Linked DNA regions of Gossypium hirsutum: region 1 is linked to region 2. The links are chromatin contacts, called in public Hi-C maps. All regions are on one chromosome and are shown on one strand. Each heading gives the region's core, a stretch centred on a gene start, on an enhancer-like site or on the middle of the called end of the contact. The rest is flanking DNA. Distances are from core to core; before and after follow the strand shown. Region 1 holds the start of LOC107887294. Region 2 has its middle 17 kb from the start of LOC107887295.

The links. Hi-C and Micro-C count contacts between places; a contact is called where the count stands out from the background.
Region 1: a contact with region 2 is called in a Hi-C map of leaf, with 2.4 times the contacts expected there. The contact joins the promoter of LOC107887294 here to the enhancer-like site in region 2. A contact is called at or near these places in 5 of 34 Hi-C or Micro-C datasets (fibers, leaf and petal).

Annotation. Positions count from the first base shown.
Region 1 is chrA03:24,384,850-24,387,549 of Gossypium_hirsutum_v2.1, forward strand. It overlaps LOC107887294, which reads left to right and starts at 1,307. Exons shown (of 4, transcript XM_016811484.2): 1 at 1,307-1,552; 2 at 1,736-1,912. The coding sequence starts at 1,538.
Region 2 is chrA03:24,205,914-24,208,614 of Gossypium_hirsutum_v2.1, forward strand. No RefSeq gene overlaps it. Among protein-coding and RNA genes, the nearest start is that of LOC107887295, 17 kb to the left of the region's middle. Within about 2 kb of position 1,373, at least 3 of the 9 cell types and tissues checked have an H3K27ac peak or open chromatin away from gene starts, as enhancers often do. A contact at or near this core is called in leaf, where this site is marked.

The DNA.
Region 1 (2,700 bases), core at 57-2,556, 180 kb after region 2:
CAATTTCGTCACTAATATTTTAGATTGTTTTTGTTTTGGTCACTCTTCATTAAATAGTGAATGGAGTTGATGATATGACATTTTTTAACTAATATAATAACATATTTAGTCCTCATTACTTATACATAGTATCAATTTAATCTTAATTCTAAATAATTTAATAAAGTTAACTCTCTATATTTACAAATTCTATTAATTTGTTCATTAAACACATATAATTAAATATAATTATAATTAAATGATTATTTTATGTTATGAAAAGTACAAAATATAATATTATTTAAGGAAACATATACTATTATTTTTATATATATTATGAATTCAAATTTTTTTAAGCTATGTTAGTGAATATGAAATTTATGGGCACGAGACTGAGAATGATGAAAGCTTCTGCAAACTTCTTTGCTACCAATACGGGAATTTAACTTTCTAGACATCAAGAATTACCGAACCATTAACCTTAATCTCCTCAAAATCACGTGCCTTAGCAAGCTTCATTACCAGCTTAACAACATTAATCTCTTAAAAGCAAATGATTTAATTGAAGTCCAAATTTTTGTAGGTTAAATTTTAAAACAATTGCAGTCTAGTTTTTAGTAGAATCTGTTGTCAGTCATTGCGTGATTATTTGTGTTTTTTATCACTAAATGTTGTTTTTGTTTCTTCATCTCTCGTTTTTTTATTACTGAAGGCACAAGTTATTAATCTAATAATATTGTTTAGTATCATGTTATTTAGATTCGGGTGTAAATATAATATACAAGTACATGCTGATACGAAATAATATAAATAATATTATATTTTTTTACTATTTTATAATAAACAATAATTTAATTATATATGTTTAAGGATTAAATTAATAGAACATATAAGTATTGAAGACTTATTATACCAGTTAAAAAAGTCACATTATCACTCTCGTTAATCATTTAGAGTGACTAAAATATAAACAATTTAAAACAAGAATAATAAAATTGAAATTTTTATAATTTTATAGGTTACCCAACAAATAAAAAGATTATGCGGAGGTTGACAAGCTTAAGCTTAAATTAACCGCTCTCAAGTCCCAAGTCTCAACTCAAAACTCCAATGTGGCCTTTGCCGTTGCCAACTGCTTTTACTTTCACCCAACTTCCAGAGCCTCACTTATCTACCCATTACCTCACGCTAGGCCCTCCATCAAGCTACCGCCCAAACGTAAAACCACTTCACGCATCGAAAGCCACGTGTCCATCAAGTTCCTTAGTGGACCCCACTTCGCTGGCGCGGAAGGAAGAAATAGAATAGAACCGGAAACATGTTATAACTTAAAAAAGAATAAGAAAAAACCGCCGCTTAAGTCAGCTGAAGTCGCTTCGTTGGTAAATAAAAGGGAGAGTGGAGGGTAAGCTTGGTATTTGGAAATAAGGGGTCTTTCAGTTCGTAACAGACAGCTGCTGCTAGGGAAGGAAAACAAAACCTCCGTTTGCATACTGTTGTTGTTGTTCGCAACTTGGTCTGAAAGGAACTTAATCAATTCGATGCATTAGTGGCTACAATGGCGGATTCTCAAGTAAAGTTTCTCTATTCTTTTACACTTAATCTAATCTACTTTTTGTTCTTTGGGTATGAATTTTGAAGCTGCTTCTTCTTCTTTTTTGTTAGAAGGACTTGGGTTTTGATTTTTAATTGGTTCAACAGGAGTATTTTCGATGTGGGTTTTCTTTGATGTTTTCTTTTTTTTTTCTTTTAACAGAAATTGACGGCTTTGAAAAAGGCGTATGCCGAAATCATTCTGAACACGGCTAAAGAGGCGGCGGTGAGGATAATGGTGTCGGAGAGAAAGGCTCTAAGATATCAGCAAGAGCTGTTCGCTGCTAAAGATGAGGCGTTGCGTATGTTGCTTAGGTTGAAACAAATGTTGGATGCTAAGGTAACTATTGGTTTTTTAAGATTGTTTTTGTTTTTGTTGTTTGACGATGTTTCAGCTTGGGTGTTATAATTTCTTTGCTCACTGCCTTTTGCATCGTAATGTGGGTTTCGTCTCATTGTGTGTTTTGTTTGGTGATAAATGTTTTTGATGTTTGATCTCATTTTTCTGATATAGTTTTATTGAACTCTAATAAGCCTTTTTTTGAAATAAAAGCTGTCTACTAAGGTTTCATTCTTGGTCACTAGAACTAAGATTCCAACATTCCCTCAACAGATTGCTTTCAATAATATAGACATTTCAAACATTTATCACAGGTGTAGCGTGCTTGAAGGAATGCAAGTTTGTCAATTGGAATTACAATTTTTGGTATGCGTTTGTATTTTGTTTATAGTTGTATTTGCTTTGCCTGCATTGGGTTAGTTTTCTCTTAAACCCATTTAGTTTTCTCTTAAACCCCAGAGGCTTTTATGAATTGTGGTGAGAGAAAATGTATTCGATCATGCAAATTCATTGGTTTATGTGTATAAGAATTGTCCAACAACTTGTAATGGTGAACTTGCTAAAGTTGAATGTATATGGCCTAATTGATCGAGTAGGTTCAAGCAGCAAATCATGATTTTGTGTTTCTTATCTTGGATTAGAAATTGTTTTGTATCATATGTTGTGCTCCATCACTCCAACTCAGCTATGACTGTGGTACCCACCTGACATGGATAAGCTCAAATGTTTGTGAATTTTTTCCTTATGTTTGAAATTGTTATACTCTCATACGGTTACCCGTTCGACTT
Region 2 (2,701 bases), core at 123-2,622:
GGAGTGGCTCATCACGTCCTATCTGTATTCAGATAATAAAGTGATCCATAGATCACATTATTCTTTCCCCAAAGCTAAAAATGGTGGTTTCACTATATCCTGCATGCTCCCAAACTAACTTGTTCAAAGGAAGAAGAGAAAAGGTCTATCATGAGGGAGAAGAACCTGTCAACTTAACCAAGGATGATTGCCTGGAATCCAAACAAGAAATTAAACTTGGTGAAACTTCTTGTGAGCTACAGGCAAGTCATCCTTGGTTACCAAACAAGATTCTTATCTTCATGGAAGACCTCTCTTCCATTTCATTGATTCCTTGTATTCCATATATATATATACCAAAATGCACGTACATTGACAAGGGAAGGAAGACAAGGACTAGCATGAAAGAAAAGAACCTGTCAAGTTAGCCAAGGTGACTGCCTGGTACCCAACAATGGTTTCAGGGAAATTTGAAACCTCTTGGAAGGAGCAGGCAAGTCATCCTTGGCTACCAAACAGATCTCTTATCTTCATATTAGACCTTTCTTCCTCTCATGTATGCAAAAACACAACATTTTGAAGTCTATATTTATATCAGACGGAAATTAAGAGTTTTTGATCCCTTCTCATCAATTTGATTCATCCATAGGTTTTCTTTTTCTATGACCTTTTCTTTCCTGTCGCAATTGTCGCTGACCATAATGGAATATATTCACTAATAGGGTAGGGACCTCATGTTTTCAGAGATAGAGTCTCCTCAAAGATTAAGGAAAGGTCTTGAAGTTTCTGACCATGCCACATTGGCTACCCAACTTGCATCTAAGATATAGCCCCATGAAAATAATATAATGCTAGGGTCGTTGTACCATAATCTGGATTTCTTACCCAGGTTTCATTTATGCTACCATGTGCATTTGTTAGCCTTAGACTTGACTCAAACCTCTTTTTGATGCAAATCTTTTTTTTTTTGGACTTTAAGCTTTCGGGGTTAGCTTTGTTTAGTTTTATCAGGTGAAAATTAAATGAACTCAAAGCATGTGATACTGGGGCAAGGCCTTCCAAGCTAACAACGGTAATAGCATGGTTCATGTTATAAAATGCTTCTCTCTATAATTCAGGTATGAGGCATTGTGACCACTTCCTTTTTTCTAGTCAATCCTCAGAATTTTGTGAATGCTCAATTTGAAACTTATAGATGATTTTGACTTGACTCAAAAGGAAGGAAGAATAAAATCTAGTAAAATATGCATTGGTCAATACCTTTTTTGTATATGTTGATAAAGAACCCCACAAAAAGACAGATCAATACCATTTTCATGGGGCACATGATTCTATTGACAACAACACGTCCAATTTGAGATGCCCCCATGCCCCCACCCTCCCACCTAGCAAGCCAAAACCAATTCCAAAAGAAATATAAAAATGTCAATGCCATTTGCACCAAGCAATCAATGGCCGTCGTCCCTGTAGACTTTCCTTGTGCATGCATTCCCCTGTTCACAAATACTATTAGAGTATTTATTCTTTCTTTCTTTAAGCATCTCTGTCTGACACTCCACATCAATAATGGGCAGGTACTTCATCTCAATTTCTTTAACCTTGCGCTATCCTCCTCTCTTGTGGCCTTATCCGCCTTGAAGCGCACTTGGATCCAACCTTAGACACACAAGTAAAATCAATATAATCCCTCCATAACCCTTAAATCGGAAAAAAAAAGTACTTAAACTTTAACCAACAAGTGTTAGGTGCAGTGAAAAGACATTATATTCTTAATGAGAAAATGCAAGTTTCAACTTTAGATATGATATTGTTAAAAAGGATGGATCATAAATTCCAAACATAAATAATAAAATGCAGCTTTCAATTTTGAAAATGATATTGTTGAAAGGAAGAGCCATAAGTCCCATACATAAACCATAAAATGAATATAAAAATACTAAAAAATAGTTTTTTATTTATTTTATAATCAAAATGTTTACAAGTTATTTTCCTTTACTTCATATACTTTAAACACAATTAAATGAGTTAGGATATATGTAAAAATAAATAACTAAATAATAGTAATCATAAAATAAAAAAACAATATTAATAAATAATAACAACAATCATATATTGAAGCAAATAATTACAATAAAAATAAAAGGGAATAATATATATTAGAATGAATCTAAAATATATAGTTTTTAGGCACCAATAAAGTAATGTCACGTCATCAATTTTTAAAGACATCTAAATATTATTCTACACTCAACCACATACGATATCATTTTTAATTTAATTTAACTTTAATTAAAATAAATTAAAATTTTGGGAAGGTTGAAACTATATGTCGGAAAAAAACATAACCAATTTTTTTTTAAAAAAACTCAAATCAATAATTAAAAAAAAACAATAATCATAAGAAAAAATTGAAAGAAAAACTAAAATTAACCATTAAAAATTTAGAAAAAAAACACTAATAAAAAAATCAAAATTTGAAAAATTATAGCCACCATCGGTGGTTTTATCAAAATTTGAGATTTGATTAAAAATTAAAAAAATAGAAAATTAAAAATTAAAATTAAAAAGAAAAGAAAAAGGAATTCTACTTGCTTAGAAATTAAAATAATTTTAAAAAATTGATTGCATAAAATAAAACCAGATTTGTAAGTAAAGAAGTAAAAGACGATTAAATTTAAAAAAAAATTAAAAAATTTATTTAAAAACTAAAAAAGAAGAAAAC